Linked DNA regions of Gossypium hirsutum: all the other regions are linked to region 1. The links are chromatin contacts, called in public Hi-C maps. All regions are on one chromosome and are shown on one strand. The core of a region is the stretch at or near the end of the contact, and the rest is flanking DNA. Distances in the headings are between cores, read along the strand shown. Region 1 holds the start of LOC107948529 (putative anthocyanidin reductase). Region 2 holds the start of LOC107956479 (transcription factor CPC). Region 3 holds the start of LOC107952938. Region 4 holds the start of LOC107952940 (jasmonoyl--L-amino acid synthetase JAR4).

The links. Hi-C and Micro-C count contacts between places; a contact is called where the count stands out from the background.
Region 2: a contact with region 1 is called in a Hi-C map of leaf, with 2.7 times the contacts expected there. The contact joins the promoter of LOC107956479 here to the promoter of LOC107948529 in region 1. A contact is called at or near these places in 4 of 34 Hi-C or Micro-C datasets (callus, hypocotyl and leaf).
Region 3: a contact with region 1 is called in a Hi-C map of leaf, with 1.6 times the contacts expected there. The contact joins the promoter of LOC107952938 here to the promoter of LOC107948529 in region 1. A contact is called at or near these places in 2 of 34 Hi-C or Micro-C datasets (both in leaf).
Region 4: a Hi-C map of leaf shows a contact between it and region 1, with 3 times the contacts expected there. The contact joins the promoter of LOC107952940 here to the promoter of LOC107948529 in region 1. A contact is called at or near these places in 3 of 34 Hi-C or Micro-C datasets (all in leaf).

Annotation. Positions count from the first base shown.
Region 1 is chrA07:31,062,536-31,065,376 of Gossypium_hirsutum_v2.1, forward strand. LOC107948529 (putative anthocyanidin reductase) reads right to left here and starts at 1,416. Exons shown (of 5, transcript XM_016883113.2): 1 at 994-1,416; 2 at 754-920; 3 at 459-671; 4 at 1-371. The coding sequence starts at 1,138.
Region 2 is chrA07:30,818,631-30,821,471 of Gossypium_hirsutum_v2.1, forward strand. LOC107956479 (transcription factor CPC) reads left to right here and starts at 1,477. Exons shown (of 3, transcript XM_016892132.2): 1 at 1,477-1,668; 2 at 1,843-1,930; 3 at 2,417-2,754. The coding sequence starts at 1,617. The coding sequence ends at 2,528.
Region 3 is chrA07:31,262,181-31,265,021 of Gossypium_hirsutum_v2.1, forward strand. It overlaps LOC107952938, which reads right to left and starts at 1,416. Exons shown (of 4, transcript XR_001699002.2): 1 at 665-1,416; 2 at 369-585; 3 at 1-274.
Region 4 is chrA07:31,200,454-31,203,294 of Gossypium_hirsutum_v2.1, forward strand. LOC107952940 (jasmonoyl--L-amino acid synthetase JAR4) reads right to left here and starts at 1,350. Exons shown (of 5, transcript XM_016888147.2): 1 at 1,024-1,350; 2 at 26-340. The coding sequence starts at 318.

The sequences.
Region 1 (2,841 bases), core at 166-2,665:
TTAAATTCTGGGTAATGCAGTTGATAGCAACCAGCAAGTTGTGCTGCCGAAACAAAAGCGCTGGCAATTAAAAATCTACCGCTGATGGAAGGCTTCTCCATGCAGAAAATATGAGCTTCACAAACATCATTTACGTGTACAATCGGAAGTTTCCCCAGCAGTTCTTCCGCGTATTTCACACTTCGGTATGAACGCGCGTTATGTGTAACTTGCGAAATGAAAGCAGCCACACTTCCAGGTGTATAAGATAAAACAGTATCTCCTCCAACAATGCCACAAGCTAGGGTTACCACCTTCATTCCACCATCTTTTTCACTGCTCCCATACCCCAAAACTTCTTTCTCTGCCAATGTCTTTGATACTGTGTAATCCTACCCGGCCCCCAACAATTAACATACAGAATTCTTAGCTATCGTGATCTGATATATTGTTTTCAAGTAATAAAATGTACAACTTGCCTTAAAGAAGCCATTAGAGGAAGCAAGTGAAAGATTAAGGGCCGTCCAACAGGTTTCATCTATGGAGTCCTTGTAACCACTCCCATCGTCTTTCAATGGCGATGCAGCACAAACAGAGGCTGTGTATATTAATCGTTTCACACTACCTGATTTTATACAACACTCTGCAATACTTTTTATTGCAGAAACTGCAGCCTCACTCGTGTTTTTAAACTGTTCAAAAATCGTCAAAACCGGCATGGTTCAAAGTTTAAACTATAAAGAGGATGAAAAAGTAATGTCACAAGAGAGAAACCTGAGAAGCATCAGAGGGTTGCAAGGGAGTCGCAACATGGAAAACGAACGTACAGCCATGAATAGCTTGCTCAAACTCATTTGGCCTGTTTATATCAGCTTCAAACAAAACTAATTCTGTGTCCGCATGAGGAAAGCTCTTAAGGAGTTGAACCTTTGAAGCATCGCCTGTAATGGAAATATTGCATTAGAAACACAATCAAACACGATGACAGAAATGGAAGAGAAATACTAAGCGTACCCAAATTTCTGAGGGTAGCGTGGACGGTATATCCTTTCTCCAGTAGCTTCTTGACCAGTGAAGAGGCAATGAAACCAGCGGCTCCTGTAACGCATACCCTGCACTTACCCTTCTCCATTGCTGCTAAATTCTCTCTCTTATCCATGTATATATAGAGCGTAAAATAGAATTAATCATAGAAATACTTATTTATTTAATTTTAATCTCAAATATTATAATTTATTAATTACGGAAATTAAATTTATGTCAAAGTATACTTTTAGTTATTTTATGCAAGATTGAGGATCAACTTATTGAAATATAAATAAAGATGAAAGTATAATAAAATATATTTGTTATATAAAATTGATAAACTCCCTCCTTCCCTTTCTTCCCTGCCAAATGAAAACAATATAATAATAAATAAAAGTGGCATTTCTGCTAGGATAAAATGTGTATCTTCCTTTTTAACTATTTTATAGAGAATATAATCAAAAGACGGGATTTACACGGCATTGCGAGGAGAAAAACAAGCCTATGGAGGTCAATAATTATTTCACTAAGCTTTGTTTCATGCAGCTTGTCTCTTTTTGTTTTCTTCCACAATATTTGCATCGCCTCGATTATGTCACTATATATGTTTCAACCTAAACCTTCCATCAAACAAATCTCTACCGTAGATTATTTCATTAATATAATCAGGATGTTTGCATTATTATTTCAAAAGTTGAATGTGGCACTGTAAACTGGATTAATCAAATATTTTTCCTTCATACCTTAAACTTTGTTATTAGTATAATTCATACGTAATTTAGAGGTTTAGATTTTGTCATTTTCAATTTTATATTTTAGTCCTGACTTAGATATTACATTCATTGAATTAAAATATGCTAGTTTTAAAATCTTATCCAACAAATATATTATTATATATATATTTATTATTGTCATATAATACTCGTCATTCTCGTTAATGAATTTAATAGTTTAGGATTTAAAATCCGAAAAGTATAAATAATAATAATAAATTAGAAAACAAAGATAAACTCACAACTTAAATTAGGGGACTAATAGTACAGTTTATTTTAATGAATTTAAATACTATTGCTTGGCTTTGGATTAAAATTTTAAATTTCTATAAATATAAAATTCAAAAATAATTTAACTAAACTCATAATTTACAACTAATGGTAGGGTGATAGCAAGATAAATTTATATTTTTTATATATTTATTTTTTTCTAATTATCAAATAAAATGCTATTAAATTTGGATTTTTCTTGTCAGAAATGAAGTTGGTGTACTGAATTCAAACTCTTACAAAAAGGGGCTAAATTGGAACAAAAACCAAAGATGAGGACTTGATTAAAAGATTGAATATTCAAATATGACTGGATAAAGATTGAAGGGTTGAAGATTTTTTTTTAAAAGTGGCAAGATAAAAATTGAAAGATTTTTTATATTATTACAACTCTGTATTAGTTTAAATTATAGTTTAAATTTGATTTTTAAATTTAAAATTATTTAGTGATAATATTTAGGAAAAATCTAACTAAATTTTAGCATTAAAACTGTGTATAAATACCTAATGACTACAATTAATTGAACACAGTTAGCTAAGCTTTAATAAATTCTTTTATTTTCTTTTCATTTTTCCTTCCCATTACCTGCGTCACTTTTCATTATGCCATTTTCATTCTTTTTCTTTTACTTTCAACTTTTGGTTTAATACCTTCCAAGGCCCTTTCCCTTTCCACTTTCTACAATTCCACTTAAACCATTTATTTTCAAGCATGATTCTTTCCATGATTAATTAAACTCTTTTTAGCTTTAGCTCGGAAATTACTCAAACAAAACAATCGTGAGATTCGAAC
Region 2 (2,841 bases), core at 227-2,726, 240 kb before region 1:
GAAAAAAATCTAATTTGAAAATGGTTTTCTTGCACAGCGGAAAATGGCAATTTTGAAAACTGACCCGATCCGTGATATTTATAGAAATAAACCCTAGACTGAAATCGTAGCTATTTTTTTAATAAATGAATCCTTGCCATTCCCAATTTTCAACCAAATGATATTTTCCACTATTCTCGTACCACGAAATACTTCGAGTGTGGGTTCGAACCAATTGAATCAAAACACAAAACTAACGATCAAAATGCTCTTCTAGGTAAACGAAGGGTAAGAACCCACATTGGATGGTTCTAGATTAGTGGAAGGGAAATAACATGCTTTAAAAACTTTAGCTAACAAGCAATTTGGTTGAGTCAGAATTCGCCAGTATTGCTTACCCAACCCTCCTTTCGACTTCAGACAACATAACCTTTGCCAAGAGTTCCAATGAATTCCTTTAAGTGATTTAGAGTTCCTCCATCAAAATCGATTAAGAATATTTTTCAGATCACTACATAATGAGTTTTATCTCAGTTAACTTTTTTAGTCGAATTGTCTAATCCTATTTGGAAAAAATTCCTTGATCTATCCGAGTTTGACACATGTCAATGTTAGATATTAAAAGAAATAAATAATTTTTTTAAAAAAAAGAACAAATAAAGAAAGAAATAAAATATTAAAAATGTAGTGTTTTCCATATCAAAGCTCTAGATCAAGCTCTTCAATGCGTATTTCCTTGTTGCTGATATTCATTTTCTGGTTAACATTATTATTAGTCGACGTCCTTGAATGGACTGCTTTGGTTGAGTAACAAAAAGAACTGTTTAACATCGGAAGAGTTGCCAGAAAATTTATAGATGTTGCCGTCGCCGCCATCAAATTGTAAGAGGGATATGATGAAATGGAGAGGAGGGTAGAAGGTGAATCGATGGATCATGCATTCGTGGGTTGTTGAATACACCGTTACCGCCAACAGCAACGGGGTATGCTTGGTGAAGCCAAGCCCTGTCACGGCGGTGCACATTCATATGACCCCCGAGGGCTTAAGCAAATGGGGATGGGGTTTGAGACGGTAGCAACAAATTGAAACAAAATTATTTATTTTAAATATCTGGCATGGACACATTTCAAATCCGGATTGGTCAGAGAATTTTTTTCAGACAAAATTAGGCATTTGGACTAAAAAAATTAACCTAATTAAAGTTCAGGCATCTATTTGAGAAAAAAAAAGAGTAGATACCTATATAAAAAATAAGTATAGTTTAGAGGTTATAATGAGAATAATGCCTTTTAAATAACAATAAAACAAACATATACGAGTTTTTAATTTTAGTTCTGAAATTAAAGATTGTACCTCAATGCTTACGAATTAAACAGCGACAACTACAAGTCAACGGAATTTAATTTCGTTTGTTTGGTAGGATCCGTCGTTCGTTGCCATTTGTCCCAAGGGAAGGCCCATTTATATAAAGTCCATAGAATATTTATACCACTTATCTTTGAGGAAACTATTAATTGCTCCTCTCATCCTCTGTACTTCAATCCTATTCACGTGTGCTTATCACCACTTCTACTTTGGAGTATTAGGTATCTTTTATTCTCTTCAAATTCTCAGCCTCCTTTTGCAAATTAAAGATATGGACGGACGTCGCCGGAAGCAACCAAAGACTAGTGGCTGCTGCTCTGAAGGTAGGTTATTTCCTTTTGTTTTTTATCGGAACAACAGCACCCATTTCCCTTGATTTTTGGGGTTCTTTTATTTCTTCTTAATTTATTGTTTTTGACTAGTCCATTTTCCATTGTTTTAAAACACTTGGGGTTGGTTAAGGTTAACTCTGTTTGGTCGTCTGAATGTTATGGCAGAGGTGAGCAGCATTGAGTGGGAATTCATAAACATGTCTGAACAAGAAGAGGATCTAATTTATAGAATGTACAAACTCGTTGGTGACAAGTAAGGAAATCTCAAATACATAGCTATCACTGGTTTCAGATATTTGAAACATTTTGTTTCTTTACATATGCTCTTATGATCATAAACAGGACACGATTGCAAGCAACTTGCAATTTAAATGATTGAGCAATTAATCGTGGGCACTGGGCATTAGTTAAGAATGCTTTGTCTGGTCATGTATTTTTTATTTATTTATTCCTAAACCAATAATGTCAGACAATTGTTATTGTCCTATTGGTGAATATAGGAAATATAACAGAGCAGTGGCTCCATTATTCCATGGCTGCTATTCAACGTGGAAAATAAGTTCACTCGGAAAGTACAATAATATTTGTAGTATTTGTTTTTTTACTGTTTTGTTACACGAAACCCACTGGATTCAGTGTAGTCCTAATTAAAAAATGCATCTATTTTTGTTTCGAATGGAGTGGTGGTTGATTTTATTATTCCGAATAATTAAACCTAATACTTGAATTATTTACATAGGTGGGCCTTAATTGCTGGTAGGATTCCAGGTCGAAAAGCTGAAGAGATAGAAAGGTTTTGGATCATGAGACACGGAGAAGGATTCGCCAACAGACGAAGAGAGCTCAACTGAAGCAACACATCCTACTTAAAGAAGAATAGTAAGGCTTGCATTTGCATGCCTTTACTGTAGTATGCTGTATGTCACCAGGTGGTTCTTGTATTTTTTATGGAAATTAAGCTAGTAGTAGTTTTATTTTGGGTTTAATGCATTCAATCCTGCTTTCTCCATTGTATGAATTTATTTGAAAAGAAATTACCTTATTAATTTTATGGATTTAATTATCAATTTAAATTTATTTTTGATGCAATATAAATATATAATTTTATGCATTATCAATATGTAAAATGATTAACAAGTAATTTGAAATGATGATGCATAAATT
Region 3 (2,841 bases), core at 166-2,665, 200 kb after region 1:
GTAGTTATCCCTTTGTAAATTGTATATAAATACACTTGATAAACTGTATCAAAATAGACAATAATAAATCAATTTTCTCAATTCATTTCAATCATTTCCTTTTCTGTTGAATTCTTTGCATATACTTACATGGTATCTTTCGCCTAAATCCTGGAGACTTACTCGTGCTGCGCTTTCATGGCTAACTTGATTGATTCTGTTTTTGCAAACAATGGTAATCCGTCCAATGTACTGTCAAATTCTCGATTAGTTCAATGCTTCCCTCAACATGATACTGTCAAATTAGATGAAGGTAACTTTGTACAATGGCAACAATACATAAAATTGATTGTTGAAGCTTATGAGTTAACAAAGTTTATTGAAGGTACCTTACCTGCTCCACCATGGTTTATTCCATCTCCGGAGGGTCCTCTGGTTCCAAATCCAGAGGCATCGTTGTTCCATCAGCAAGATAAGTTGCTTGCATTCTGGTTTTTGTCCATAATAAGTGGTGCTCTTCTCTCTTGTTTTACAGATTCAAAGTCTTCATATGATGTCTGGGTACCGCAAACTGCCTGTTCACCGCTTTGACTGAAGCCAAATTATCTTGCATTAAACATGAGTTGCTTTCAATTAAAAAAGGTAATATGTCAATTAAAGGATATGTGGCTAAGATTCAGAATACTTGTGCCTTGATCGAAGCATTTGGATCTCGAATCTCGGAGGTTGAGAAGGTGCAGATTGTTCTTGCGGGCTTAACACTAAATTACAATGCCGTTCTCACCCGTTCGTCGTTCTCGTCCGAACCTCTTCCCATGCAAAGACTTGTGGATATTCTGTTGGAATATGAGAGTCGACAGACTCGTGTGGCACAGGAGGTGTCGTTTTATACAAATCTGATAAAGGCCGCTCCAACGCCGATAGTGGTGGAACTCGCGCGTGGTGGTCGCTTCTCTACTGGTGACCGTGGGAGGGGATTTCGCTCTTAGATCCAGTGCCAAATTTGTGGTCAGTTTGGGCACTTGGCACAGCGTTGTTATTATCGATTCAATAAGTACTACGACAACCCTCTGCGCCGATGGTGGCTTGGGCTTCGACTGCGTGGGCTCTGATTACAAGTGACGGAAGAGGTTGTGCGATGTTTTTGGTTCAAGTACTACGAGTCGACGCGAGGATGCTGCCAATGGTGGTTTCTCCTTCCCTCCAAAGGTTCTAGGTCCATTCGGGCCATTGTCGATGATGGCTCCACCAGGTTTCAGTCATGGCCGATGGTGGGAGGGTATACCACCAGATGTGGTCGTGTTACATATGACAAATTTTAGGGTTTCACATAACCTTTTTGACGTTATGGGTATTGGGTCATATGGTGTGGGCCTTACTAGGCCAATTGTTACAAGCCAGAGTTTTGGGCCACATGGTGGCATTGCTAGGTCGAATGGTGTAGGCCACTTTTTTAGGCCACATGATGCTAGTCAAAGACTTGGGCTGAGTGCTAATTTTGTTAGCTTTGGGGGCCCACCTAGTCATGAACAAGGTATTGGGTGCCTAGATGTCAACGATGTGGGTATTCATAGGCCAAATGGCGGACTGTATGGTGGATCGAGTGTTCCGTGATTAACAAAGCTTAGAGCGTGTGTTCTTCTTGGGCCAACTTCTAGAGTTAGGGCCTTAGATCTGACTTTTTTTTTATTCCCTACCATGTGTTGCGTTGCCACGGGTTTCTGATGTGCCTACGTCGGATTTCTCGAACACCGCTAAGTTTAATGTGAATACGACCTAGTATGGGTCCAATTTTGATAATGTTGATTCTTCTATTCCTATAACCATAGGGACTTCATCGTGGTATCCTGATTCGGGAGCTACGCATCATGCTTGCAATGAGGCCTCTGCTTTGAATGATTCTACACCATACTCAGATACATCTCCTCTTTTTATAGGTGATTGGACACCTTGTAAAAATTACGCGTGTCGGACATTCTACCTAGCCTACAAAAAATAAGTTGCTCTATCTGTCTAATATTTTGTGTATGTCGAATATATGAAAAAAATTGTTATTTGTTTCCTAGTTTTCTAAAGAAAACAATGTCTTCTTTTTGAATTTCACTCGTTTCATTGTGTTATTAAGGACATCTACACTTAGGAAATTTTGTTACGGGCCACACTCATGATGGACTCTATCATTTCTCACTGGTTGCTTCTAATGGTGTTTTTCCTTCTGTTCATAACACTGGACTTCAAACTAGCTCCGCCAGTTGTGACATTTTTGCACTATGGCACCGTCGACTTGGTCATCCCTCCGCCCGTATTGTTAAATCAGTTTTAGATAAATGTCAAATTGTTTCGAATAAAGTTTGTCTTAATAATATTTTTACTGCTGTTCAAAAAGGAAAGTCTCATAAGTTTCCTTTTTCAAACTCTACTACTAAATATACTAATCCTTTTGACTTGGTTGTCTTCGACTTATGGGGACATCCATCTTTTGTTTGTAGAAGTAATTGGTATTATGTCTTGTTTGTTGATATGTTTAGTTGTTTTACTTGGCTATTTTTCATTCGGCGTAAGTCTTAGGCCATTGATTGTTTTATTCAATTTCAGAAGTTGGTTAAAACTTAGTTTGGGAAAGATATCAAACAATTTCAAAGTAATTAGGGTGGTGAGTTTCGAGCTTTCACGGTAATTCTGGCTAAACATGGTATTATTCATAGGCTCTCGTGCCCATATATGTTAGAACAGAATGTTGTGGCTGAACAGAAACACAGACATATTGTTGAAATGGGTCTTACTCTTTTGGCTCAAGCGAATCTACCTATGGAATTTTGAGGTTATGCTTTCATTTGTGTTGTACATTTAATAAATCGACTG
Region 4 (2,841 bases), core at 100-2,599, 140 kb after region 1:
AACATAAAATTAAAGTAAAGAATACCTGAGAGATATGGTGGTTATGGGTTTTCCAGTGAGAACCAGGGAAGAAGCACCATCGACAATTCTTTGAATATAAGGCTCCAAATCCTGGTGAGTGACGACAGGAACACAAGCCTTGAAGCTTTGGGGGTCAGTTCTGCCATTGAGACCCAGATTCTGCAAATACTCGGCGCTTCCATTTTCTTCTAAAATTTTCTTTAAGGTCTCCCTTTGAACATTCTCAGCATCTTTGGTCATCGTTTCGAACTCTTCTATCACTTTTTCTACGTGTAAAATTTCCATCTTTTCTAACATCCTTACTTACTCAAACTACAACCTTAAAAAAAAAAATAAAGGAAATCAAATTATATGAAGACTATTTACTTCTTATTTAGGAAAAAGAATAAAGTGATCTGAAAGCATAGAAAAATAATTTTTAAAAGAATACAATCATGTTTTCCGCTCTCTTTCTCTTCTACCAAACGGAAGCAGAATGGAGATTTCTTTTGCTATCAATAAATGCAAGAAAAAGAAATTACTTGAGGTGAAAAAAAATAACCACTAATTTAAAAATAAAGACAAAAAGGGGAACAAGCTTATATGATAATTAAGCAGCAATCTGAAAAACCAAGACAATAACTCAAAACATTTTCAAGCTTTCACTTTATTTGACGGATAGTCAATACAGTCAACCGATAAGAAACTTCAATTTCCCACTAGAGATTAGAGATTAGAGATTAAACGTTTTTTTTAAAAAAAGTGCAAAATTAATGAAATCGGAAAGAAGAGGAAACTAAGAAATCAAAGAATTTGAAATGTGAAACAAAAATTCAACTTCATATCCTGTTCCAAAACTTTGAAAATTTCAAACGAACAAAAAGAAATCAAAGAAAGAGATTCAAATCACCTGTAACAAAATAAAAGAAATGAAAGAAATTCAATAGAACAGAAAAAGAATAAAACAGAATCAGAGTAAGTATGTGGATAAAGTGCAGTTTGAAATTCAGAAATTTCAAGTACCTGAGGAAGCTCAGTGCTTTTCAGTAAAAGAGTGAGACAGAGATATGGAGGGAAGGGAAGGTGGTATTGAGTCAGAACTCAGAACTCTCCAAGTTTATATGGGAAAAGAGGTGAAAAAGGATAGGAATTTTGTTTGCTCACCAATTTCAATGCGCTCTCTTGTTTTCCTCAAAGTGTCTGCAAAGATAGATAAATTGTTTTTTTATCGTAAGAAAGGCAAAGGCAAATTGCTGTGTGTTAATGATTTTGGGTATGGCGGATTGGGAGATAGAGAGAAGATTCTTAGGCTTGCATTTTATAGGCGTTTTCTTTAAAATTATTAATAATACAAATTTGTCAGCCTCTTTTTTTTTTCTTTAATTCCTAAAATGTTTTTTTGTCCATTCCCGACTTTGCCCATACTCCAACCTTAGAATTCCGGAAATGCCAGCTTGAGTACAACTGATGAATTCTGAAATTACCTTTATGGGCTTGGATTATTGTGAGAATTGGTTAATATTGCCTTTGGTTCACTAGATAAGGAAGTTAATAACGCCAGATTGACGTGGGGTCGACTACAATGAAAGGCAGATTTTGGCAATATTGCACTTCTCATCCCTTTAACTTTTCTATTTTCATTCAGATTCTTTTTTAATTAGTTTTTGTTGTAGAATGAGTTGATGTCATGAGTTAATTGAGTAGTAACTCGATTAGGAAAATTATGAAAAAATATCCTTTCACAATTAAATTAATTTATATTATTCGAGAATATTTTAATCTTTTTATTTTAAAAAAGTCAATAAAAATTTTACATGTAATGATATTTGAACATGTGTTATTTAAATCGATAAAATATTAATTTAATCACTAAGTCAAATACTTATCTTAATATAATATTAACATTAATTATATTATGTATATCTTGTTACTTCCATCAATTATATAATTGTACTTCTATACTTACTATTCTTTAAACCTGTTTCCTTATCAAAGTAAAACTGGAAAAAATCCAAAATAAAACACACCCATGACACATTCCATACTAGGATAAATTATAGAGGAGTGAAGGAAAATCAGTTTCTACTAAGCCAATTTCATCGTTTTCCAACAAATTCAATTATCTCAAAAGAACTCTTTTAAGAAAAAATAACACATAGTAATATATGTCAGTCATAGTCAACAAGTAATAATTAATGTCAATTTATTGTACAGGTTAAATCAAATGGTGCATCAAATCAAATTTGTATAAAAAAATTAGTTTGGGGCAGTCCGATTTCCAAGTCTCTATATCATAGAATGTTTGATACATCGAAATTTTGATAAGAATAGAATATAAATTACTTGATATTGATTTAGGATCGAAACAATACATATTAATTGATACAATATTGATTACCATAATTAATATAGCGCTAAGTTTTATTTTTATTTTTTAAAAAGTAATAATAAATGCAAAATATTAGATTGAAATATAGGATGTGGAAGTTTTGGTTTGATAATGAGTGGTAATTTAACATCTAATTAAGATGTACATGGATTGGTAAAGTAAGCAAATTAAAGATGTAGAAATGAGGAAGTAATGGTGGCATGGCAATGCATGGTGGGGTGTGACGAGCGGCCAAATGGTGGGTGGGCCCTACGCTCCCAACTCCGAACTCCAAAACACATGTCGACATACAAAACGTTCTTTTCTTTTCTTTCTTTGCCCTGCCATTGCTATATTTTAATTTAATGTCACGTTTTGATGCCAAGTATATCAGTTATCAACTTCAATTCTTTTTGGGTTTATATTTATATGATATTTTTTCCCAAATTTTTTTAAATAATATGGTTTTTTTT